Linked DNA regions of Mus musculus: region 1 is linked to region 2. The links are chromatin contacts, called in public promoter capture Hi-C maps. All regions are on one chromosome and are shown on one strand. Each heading gives the region's core, a stretch centred on a gene start, on an enhancer-like site or on the middle of the called end of the contact. The rest is flanking DNA. Distances are from core to core; before and after follow the strand shown. Region 1 holds the start of Slc5a7 (solute carrier family 5 (choline transporter), member 7). Region 2 has its middle 20 kb from the start of Sult1c1.

The links. Promoter capture Hi-C pulls out the DNA fragments that hold promoters and counts their contacts.
Region 1: a promoter capture Hi-C map of embryonic stem cells shows a contact between it and region 2, with 4 times the contacts expected there. The contact joins the promoter of Slc5a7 here to the enhancer-like site in region 2. A contact is called at or near these places in 12 of 39 promoter capture datasets (the 3T3-L1 cell line, the HPC-7 cell line, cranial neural crest and 4 more) and 1 of 115 datasets of contacts at active chromatin or transcription factors (stem cell-derived neural progenitor cells).

The regions. Positions count from the first base shown.
Region 1 is chr17:54,295,726-54,300,874 of GRCm38.p6, reverse strand. Slc5a7 (solute carrier family 5 (choline transporter), member 7) reads left to right here and starts at 1,841. Exons shown (of 9, transcript NM_022025.4): 1 at 1,841-2,294; 2 at 3,684-3,916. The coding sequence starts at 3,739.
Region 2 is chr17:54,008,348-54,013,802 of GRCm38.p6, reverse strand. No RefSeq gene overlaps it. Among named protein-coding and RNA genes, the nearest start is that of Sult1c1, 20 kb to the right of the region's middle. Within about 2 kb of position 2,697, at least 7 of the 459 cell types and tissues checked have an H3K27ac peak or open chromatin away from gene starts, as enhancers often do. A contact at or near this core is called in embryonic stem cells, epiblast stem cells, stem cell-derived epiblast-like cells and 1 more, where this site is marked.

The DNA.
Region 1 (5,149 bases), core at 592-3,091, 290 kb before region 2:
GTTGTTTAGGGTAGGGCATTATATATCATTTTCTACATATATTCTCGGTTCTTAGAACACTGTTTGGAATATAAAAAGTAATAGGAGATGTGTACTAACGAAATAAATGATTTGTAATGCAAACTTGCTTTCCAGCTCCTAAATCCGAAATTCAGCTCCCACTGACATATATTCTGTGGCTCCAAGTATAAGCATATACTCTCAGGAAAGTAGAAAGGGATGTTATAGTGAAGATAAAAGACAAACATGCATCACAAAGAGGATGCTAGATCAGAAACGCATGTGCGGCATCATTGTCTGGTCAGACAATGGTACTCACAGGACTTGGCAGATGAGGACATGTCTGCCAAAAGCCAGACTCAATACATCAGTAGTTGTCATTTTCAACTGGTGCTCTTTATCATGAAGGACAGTTTCTTTGCCAGTTTTCTTTTAAGCCACTTTCAAGGTCACTGTCACTACTGAGATCTGGGAGTTGGTCTAGATCCTGGTATTCCTGGCTTCTCAAAATTAATTAGTTTCCCTAGCCCCACCTCTCCCAGAGTGCCAGCCCTGGCTGCACTCCGGATTCTCACCCCTAAGCCCTAGTGATGTTCTGTGAGGACAGCCATCTCTCCTGTCTCTCTGTGCTTGAGTCACACTCTCTGACCTTAGCCCCATAAACTGGCACACTGTCTGAGACACTGCATTCCTGATCCCTGCCCTACTGCAACTGAAATATCTGTGTCATCACCTTAAGGAATATTCCAGAAGGAAAAAAATGTGTATTAATCTGTGGCCTAAGTTCAAAATCAGAAGTTAATTAGAATCAAAAGTAAAAGAAATCCCACCTAAAACACTGAGTGGTTAAATGAATTTCATGTCTGTCTTCTGTTAGTTTCTGTCTGAGCTCAAATAGGGTCTGTTCCATAGATAGATAGATAGATAGATAGATAGATAGATAGATAGATAGATAGATAGATAGATAGCAATTAGCTGGTTACAAACCTTCATTATGACAACTATCCACATAGGCCTCTGCCCTGTCCAGTAACAGGGGAAGTTACTGTTCACACAGAGAACAAAGGAATGGGGAATACAGTTAAAAGAGCCTCTATAAATCCAGTCTAAGATGGGAGCTAGTCTGCAGGTTAGCCTAGAGAGGTGGATAGCAGCTGAGTATGGACTTCACCTCGTTAGCTGTCAGATGCACTGTTTCACTGTTTAATAGACTGGCTCAGTAGATGTAGAAAGAAGTGAGAAAGTGGGCACAAAGCTGAGACTTTATGGCTTTCAATCTTTTCTTTTTCCTCACACCCATTCCATAACACCTCTCCCTGAAACACATTTAAAAGGTTGCAGAAGCAGCCCCCTCTACAATATATTCAACTGTTATAAGATAAAGCCCTTTAAAGACAGGTACAACAGATACATAAGTAATCCTGTCACAGAATACTAGATATGTAGTATGCTAGAAATGTAGTGCTAGATATATATGCATGCAAAAGATCTAAACCTGTTTGAAGTGATAGACTGAGTGCTTTTATAAGCTAGAGTGCTTGGCTTAGCTAGTAGGATGTTTCCTGTGGCTTACACACCAACTTTATTTTAAAGAACTGTGCACCTGTGAGAAAGTTTCATGGTGACCCCAGTTTTAAGTGAAGGGAATATGAATATAAAGCAAAGAGAAATAGGCTGACTAGTCTAAACCTTCCTAACATGTTTCTACAAAAAAACTAGCCAAGAAGGGCTTGAAAGCAACCCCTCTCTGAGGCCAACCAGAGACAGAGACAAGGCCCTTAACTGAGCTTGCATGTGGACACCTCAAGGCGGGGTTTGGAAGCTTCCAGTCTGCATCTGCAAGTGAAATCCTCCAAGTCCATTGCTGTCTTTTGCAACCCAGAAAGATAAAGTGGGCAGGTAGGCTGGGAAATGACCTTTAGTCTGGAGTCCTCCATTCTAGGGTAGCAGACGACTTGACTTGGGATGGGAACATGAACTTGGGCAAGTGCTGGATCTGAGCTTGGCTGTTCCCTCGCACCCCGGGCCACACCAGGGCACAGTCCGCAACTCACGCCCAGCACCACTTTGTTCTGACGTCCTTCTCCAGAGCTCTGACGATCGCCCCCGCCTTCCGCCCTTATAAAGAGACTTTTTCCAATACCCAGATCGATCGCTTCACCCCCTCGGAGTCCTCATCGGGCTCCTTGCCGGAGCCCCCTCCACTCACCTCGAGCCTCCCTCCCTCCGTGTCCCTCACAGCCCGGGGCTCAAGGGGCTCCTGGACCCCTAAAGCAGCTCCGGGTGACGCAAAGGTAAGAGCCCTACGGGAACAAGAGCTAGGGCCACACCCTCGGGGCCGCCCGGGAAGGATCGACTCTGCCTGCTGGGGATGTCCCCTCCGCTCAGTTAAGAAGCACTTGTGGCTCTAGGGGTGCTAGCGACTGTAGGAGTCTGGATTCAGGAGATCCAGAGCTCAGAGGCAAAGGGGAGCAGGGCGCGGGGGAGTTTGGGCGGAGGGGAAATTTGGTGGCTCTGGGCTCACAAAGGCGGAGCCCACCCGGTCCGGGGCGCTCCAGAACATCCCGGAGGTGAGTGCTTGCAGCCAGAACCCGCTTGCAAAGCTCAGACCCCCTCCCACAAAAACTTACGCCTGTGAACTGGGGTGAAGGAAATAGCACTGGTTTGTTCAGTATAAGAGAACAGGAATTCCGTAAGATCAAGCTTTATTTTAAAAGTTGACATCAGTCCTCTTCGTTCGCGTTTTCGTATCTGTGACTGTGGTTTATATATTGCCTTATTTTAAAATCCTCTTCTGTAGAGACCGGGATGATGAGGCGCGGGGTGGGGGTGGGGGTAGGAGTGAGGGTGGGGTGGGGGTGGGGGTGGGGTGGACATGATATGAACTAAGGACAAAGGAAGATTGAGAGATTGAGAGGGTCCTTCTTTTAAACAAGGAAAACATACTTAGTTGTCACAGTAAATTGATTTTAAAAAGGATTTTCCTAGTTTGTTTGTTTGTTTTTGGGGGGGGGGCGTTGTTTTTGTTTTAGTGTTTTTGGAGGGGGTATTCTGGCCAGATATTTTATATTGAGTTACTTTTGGACCTGTTTCCTGAGGTCTGAAAGGATAAGTAAAGAATGAAGAATGAACAGAGAGAGAGAGAGAAAGAGAGAAAGAGAGAAAGAAAGAGAGAGAGAGAGAGAGAGAGAGAGAGAGAGAGAGAGGAGAGGGGAGGGGAGGAGGAAAGGGGGGAAGAGAGAGAGGGAGGGGGAGGGGGGAGACTTTCTTGGAGTATTCCTTTAGGCTACACTTAAATTAGTAAACAATTATTAAATATTGACTTAGTTTGAAAGGGCAAATATATAGGCATAATCGCTGCAAACAATCTAAAGAACTGAGGTGTAATACAAAACAGACTTAACTTGAAGGAATTTATAAAATACAAAAAAAATTATTTTTATTGGATTTATGCTCACTCCTTTTTTTGTTTGTTTCTTCGAATGCAAAGCATTAACTTGTTAAGCAGAAACAGAGCAGTGAACTGGACACTTGTTGGCCATGATTAGTATTATGGGATTTCAATGCAAGCTTTTTCAAAGAAGAAAAAAAAAAAAGATGTCTGGATCCAGCTGCTTCGTTTTGGCAGCCTGTGTAAGCATAGTGCGTGGCTGCTTAATAATACATTGCTGTATTTTCTACAGAAGATTTGATGAAGTAGCCCTCTGTGGAAGGATCTGCACTGTACCCTAAATAAAAATGTCTTTCCACGTAGAAGGACTGGTAGCTATTATCCTCTTCTACCTCCTTATATTTCTGGTTGGAATATGGGCTGCATGGAAAACCAAAAACAGCGGCAACCCAGAAGAGCGCAGTGAAGCCATCATAGTCGGGGGCCGTGACATTGGTTTGTTGGTTGGTGGTTTTACCATGACAGGTAGGTTTCTCTGTATTCCCTTCCCAGGCTGGTTTCTACTCAAAGGGAGAAATCACACATTGCCTTTGTCCTTTGGAGCTCTTTCAGTCCACAACTTATATTTTAAAGTGGCTTCATATTTAATTTAAAACAAAATGAACATGTTTTAATTTCAGTAATTCTAGACAAAAACAATTTTACAATAAATCACTGAACTTAATATTAGGGAAGCAACGTGGTCTCTCTTGACGGGCTAGTGGATAGGAATGGTAAAAACAAAGGAGTGGAGATGAGAATCGATGAAACAATGTGATGGCGTCTCAATGTGTCTATTTGGGGTTGTGACTGAGCTCTCTGAAATGACAAGTGAATACTACCTGGTTGTAGTTTTTTGCCTAAATAGATAATTTTGAAGGCAGTAGAATTCTAATCTAATTATTCCTGTTAGAAGCTTACTTTTCTCATTTAATACCTATTTTCCTTAAAGGAAACAATCTACAACAATAAAAGTAAGTTTTTCAGGATCCTTGGTATAAAAGGGAAAAAGTCAAGGTGTGTCCTCAAAGGAATTCACAGGCCATCATCTGCATCTCTCTTCCTTTATAATCTTCTTTTTGTTAGGAGCAGCCCTTGTTTGTTCTACCTTTGGTCTCAGAGTGATTTCTGCTGTTTTTCATTTTTGTCTTGGTCTCCAAAACTAATTCTGAAAACAATATAAAATTGTGTCTTATAAATGGTTGGTAACACTTTGACTAACAACACATTAGATCTGAACCTTCCTTAGTGGTTTTAATACTAGCAACATGATACGTTCTTGCTGGAACTCTTGATGTCTCATTAGAAAAATGTCTAACTAGAAACCAAATCCAAATGAAATATCAGTGTCTGTGCAAACCTTTTATCGAAAGACAATTGACGTTGTGTGTTAGCTAGGGACTTTACTCTCCTATGAAGACGGTCTTTCTCTTCTGAACATTTTGGTCATCTGAGATCTACAGTATCCTATATGGACTGCAGATTTTTTTAATCTCTCAAGTATTCGAATTGTAAGTTCAGATATATATTCAGCCACTGTAGATGGAGCCATATGTTCTTTACAGCAGGCTCTGTGAAAGGGGCGTAGAGTGAAGGGAATCTCCAGATTTGCTTAGTTAGCACAGATAAAGATGAGGTCTTTCGATGACCACACTCACTATTCTTCCATGCTGTGCTATGTTCAGCTTTCTTACGGGTGTACTATGTCTCTTTAAAAAG
Region 2 (5,455 bases), core at 1,448-3,947:
CTGGTCCATGGCAGCTTCTTCCTCCTCTGTCTTCCTCTCTTCCCTCTCTCTACCTGCAGAAACTGCCCAATCACAGGCTCTAACCTTTTATTGACCAATTAAATTGAGGAGAAGGTTCACAGGGCATCACTTGAGCATGTGAGCATCTGCTCATGGGGGTAACCACATCTTGAGGAACCAGTATTTAACATTAGAATACAAGCAGTATCAGATCAATGCCCTGCAATACTCAAACCTCTGCTAGCTTGGCTTTTTCCCTTCCTTGAACCCATACTATCAGATGGGGCCTTGCTACTCCTGGTACCCAACCTCATGCAATTTCTAAAATGGAAGATAAATAGCATGGCAAACATCATTGCCAATCAGGCTCTGGTTCACTAACAAACCATTCCCAAGATACAGGCTGGTGATTATTAATGACACCTCCCCTTTATAAAACAGAAAAGAGGGTGGTGTAGGGCCAGAAAGATGTGCCACCAGGAGAGCCAGTCCAGAGCAAGAGTGATATTGAGATGTGTCCAAAACCTGAAAATCTCTTCCTGATAATAGCAGGAGTAGGGTAATTTCCTCCTTGTTCTGGGACTGCATGTCCTGGAACCCATATGCCTTATGACCCTTAAAACCCACCACACTTGATTTAGTTATGACGACTCGTGGCCAGATTACAAGTTAAACTTACTGTCTCCATCCAAGAACATGGTCAGCAAGTATCTGGAATTCCTCTTCATAGAAATGAAGCTTTACTAGAACCTCAGCCCCAGCCAATGTTGTGCACTCATCCCCCAAACCCCTACCAAGTTCTCAAGGTTTATATAACCTTTGTTCAGCCCCAATAAAGAGAGTTATTTCACTGTAAATTGTTTCTAGAGAACACTTTCTTATGCACTCCAGTCAATGGAGAACCTGTCTAACCCACCCACCAATGCTAAACTTCATTCCTACCAATCCAGCCCAATGCATAATGGTGCCTTGATACCCTGAGGGGAAAAGCAGACCTAGAGTGGCAGGTTTTTCAAAGTTCAAGACTAACCAGTGATATATAAATCCTGTTAAATACTGTTGGTAAATAAAGAAATACATGTATGTCCCTACCCTTTATTGTCCATTGGTTTTCACTGGAGGACCCATTACAATTCAGTGTGAAAGACTCTTACTGTCTCTCCCTTCCCCACTTCTATTTCCTCTCTCCTGCTCTACTTTCTTCTCTGTTTTCTGTTCTTTATTTTGTTCTCATCAATAAATGGTCCTAAAACAAGAACCACAAAAACTTATTATCTTGAAGCAGCAAAATAAAGAGGCAGGGAAAGAAGGCTCACAGCACGATAATTGTATAAGTTGATGCACGGGACATACATGGTGTAAGGAGAGAAGCTATTCCCACAAGTTATCATTTTAACTCTGCAGAGGTTGTGTAGGGTGAACAGATGGATGCATGGGTGTGTTCACACATATACAGATACATGCACAAACACAGATAAACACACCAACACACACGCACACTCATACATAGACACACACTCACACACAGTCACACACAGAGACATATATATTCATATATATTCCCTGAAGAAGGCAGTGAAAGGAAGTACGGAGTGAATGGTTGCATGTCCAAAACTGCTTACTTTTGGCAATTTAACTTTTTCTTTAACACTTTGCTATTCTGTGGCCAAAAACCACTAACTTCTGACAATTTAAATTCTGCTGATAGCATCAGGTGATTGAGAAAAAAAGGGTCAATTCATGGGCTCTTTTCTCTCTGGCCCAAAGGCCCTTCACTGGCTAGGCCAGAGGCTCAGAGTTTATTAACTTTCCATGAGCCAAAGAGAAAAGAAAAGGAAGAAAAGGAGAAAGCCAGGCACACACATACACACACACACATACTAGTTGGGGCTAACCACCTGTTTTATTAATTTATAAATGTGTGTGTGTGTGTGTGTGTGTGTGTGTGTGTGTGTGTGTATATATGTATATGTGTATATGTATATATACATACATATAGACAGACACACACACATATATACATATATATACACAGACATATATGTATATATACATACATACATATAGACAGACAGACACATACACATATATATACATACATATACATATATATGTATATATGTATGTGTGTATATGTGTATATGTGTATACGTGTATACATGTATATGTGTATATGTGTATATATGTATATATGTGTACATTTGTTAGATGTAGCATCCAGTGGCTTTGGTCAAACTGGGTACCTGAAATGAGAAACCTGAAAGGTTTCTGATCAAGGCCCAATGTTTTCATATTTAACTCTGAATATATAGGGGGAAACCCAAAGGCCCATCCTCTGCTATGGCTGGATTCTGTTGCTTTGTCTCAGCTGATTCTGTTGCAAAACAAGCTCTCAGCAGCTCAGTGGGTGGGCAGTCTGCTCAAGTCTCAGGCAAGAAGGTGTAAATGTAGGGAGGCCTGGGTGCTGGTGCCTGGCTCCAGCCTTCAGAAAATTGTTTAGTCATCTCAAGCCTGGGGGAGGGGCACAGTTCCCCCTTTTTTATTTTTTAAAGATAAACTGCAAGGGAAGCACAAGATTTACTTATGTTAAATGATACCATCTGGGAAATATAGTGGCAGGTGACCATGACTGGCTTAGGTCTGGGTCTATACTCCTTCTTACCCATCTTTAAGGACATGCACAGCTTGTTTGTGTTTGTTATGGAGAAAAATGGCCTTTTGGCTCCACCTCTGTCTTAGGTTGATAGGATCTCAAGAACCCCAGTTGCCCATCTCTGACACAAAATCAGGCCACAGGGTGGGTGGGAGGTGGCTTTGAGGATTAACAGAAAACTGTTACTTCTCCAGTAAGAATGGAGACTATGTTCCAAGTTAACTCAGCTGGCTGATAGAGATTTTGAGCCATCATTGGGATCATACTTTCTAGTGAGAAAGTATAACATAAAAAAAAAAAAAAAAAAAAATTCTAGGCCTTTAGGCCCAGGCTTGAGAATGTGACCTTTGTGACTCAGTGCTTCAAGGCATGCTAATCATAAAACAGACAGCGACATTCCTCCACCCACCAGCTTCCTGGGTTCAGGGAGTGTTCATTCAAAGAAAGTCACCCTGACCCACCCTGACCATTGCTGAAACCCACTATGCAAATATGCTATTGTTAGAGGCTCCTAGAAAACTGTTTTGACTTTCCACTTCCTTGTGACTCTTAGCTGGTATTTTTGGTATTTTCCAACAATGCCCTCCCCACCTCCTTGAGTTGTGGTTTCTTCCTTTAAATACCCCCTTACCCAGCTACTCGGGGCACCACGGTCCTCTACCCTTGCGTGGTGTATGACTGTGAACCTGAGAACGCTCTTGAAATAAAAGTCCTCTTGCAGTTTGCAGCAAGACCATTTCTCATGAGTGATTTGGGGTGTCTCACCTCTCCTGAGTCAGAACGTAGGGGAGTCCTCACATTGTGGGTCTTTCACTAGAAGACTTAGGGCCTGTGTCCACTTGACGGTCCAATCTTTCAGGCAGCCATCAGGCTCCATCTTCTTTTAGTGAAAAAACACAGATAGAATCTCGCCCCCATATCAAAACAAGGTCAGGACCATTCCATGTATTAGTTAAGGGGTCCCATTTAACCTTGGCATATGAACTGGAACTGACTGGATGCCACTGGCAATCCAGTGCAGACTGACTTTAGCATCAGTTTGCAAAACAAATAAAACAAAAGCAAAATGTGCTTTTGGTGACCTTGAAGTGTCTAATTCTCTCCTTTTTGTTTTTAAAAGCCAATTTTTCAGAGTGTGATGTGCACACTCGACAATTCTTTGTTCCATTGGATTGTAAGGAATTTCGATTTTATGTTCAATACAAAATTCTTCACAAAATTATGTAAAATTGTTTCCAGTAAAAGTTGGCCCATTATCTGTCTTAATGATTTTAGGTAATTCCATAGCATTAAAGGCTTGTAAATAATGATCAATTGCATTTCTAGAGGCTTCTCCAGTATGTAGAGAAGCAAAAAGGAATCCTGAACAAGTGTCAATACAGACATGGATGTATTTCAATTTTCCAAATTCTGAATAATGAGGTACACCCAGTTGCCAAATATGATTGAGCATAGGGCTTCATGGATTAACCCCTAAATGAGGAACTGGAGATAATGAAAGGCAGTTAGGGCATTGTTTTCAAATAATTTTAGCCTGCTCCTTAATCTTATGTTAGAAACTTAAGGTATGACTAGAAAGATGAAATTTATTATGATCACATCTAGCCAATGCAACAGGATCTGAAACTAAGGCTTCTGCTATTAGAGCTCTGTCAATGTGATCATTGCCTGAAGCTAAAGGTCTAGGAAGACCAGAATGAGCTTTTATATGACCAATATAAAAGGGAATTTTTTTTTGAGCAAGTATGTTTTGCAATTGTGAAAACAGAGGTCCAGCTGGCATATTAAAATTAAATATACTACAAGTTTCCAATAGAGGAAAAGACTGGGCCACATATAGACTATCAGGAAAAAGATTAAAAGTATCATCCACAGACTGAAAAACATTCAGTTCAGCTGTCAGTTCTGCTAACTGAGCTGGTAGCCCAGCTTTATAATATCCTTTGGGATTAGCCACTGAAGATGAAGCCCAGGTTGTAAAGCTCCCATAGGTACCATGGTTTCATTGACCTTTCATAGATCTTGTCGAAATCTCCATTTACCAGATTTTTTTTTCTTGATAATAAATATTGGGGTATTCCAAGGAAACTGAGATTCTCTTATATGCCCTGCCTCTAGTTGCTCTGCACTAACAAAGAGTTACAGAGACAATGTTTGGAGCTGAAATTGAAGCAAGGACCATGACTGCCCCACCCAGGAATCCATCCCATAAACAGCCACCAAACCCAGGAACTATTGCATATGCCAGCAAGATTTTGCTGACAGGACGCTGATATAGCTCTCTCTTGTGAGGCTATGCTAATACCTGGCAAATACAGAAGTGGATGCTCACAGTCATTGGATGGAACACAGGGCCCCCAATGGAGGAGCTAGAGAAAGTACCCAAGGAGCTGAAGGGGTCTGCAACCCTATAGGAGGAACAACAATATGAACTAACCAGTACCCCCTGAGCTCGTGTCTCTAGTTGCATATGTAGCAGAAGATGGCCTAGTCAGCCATCATTGGGAGGAGAGACCCTTGGTCTTGTGAAGATTATATGTCCCAGTACAGGGGAATACCAAGGCCAGGAAGCAGGAGTGGGTGGGCTGGGGAGCAGGGCAGAGGGAGGGTATAGGGGACTTTCGGGATAGCATTTGAAATGTAAATGAAGAAAATTTCTATTAAAAAGAAGAAAGAGAGAAAGAAAGAAAGAAAGAAAGAAAGAAAGAAAGAAAGAAAGAAAAGAGAGAGAGAGAGAGAGAGAGAGAGAGAAAGGAAGGAAGAAAGGAAAGAAAAGAAAGAGAGAAAGAAAGAAAGAAAGAA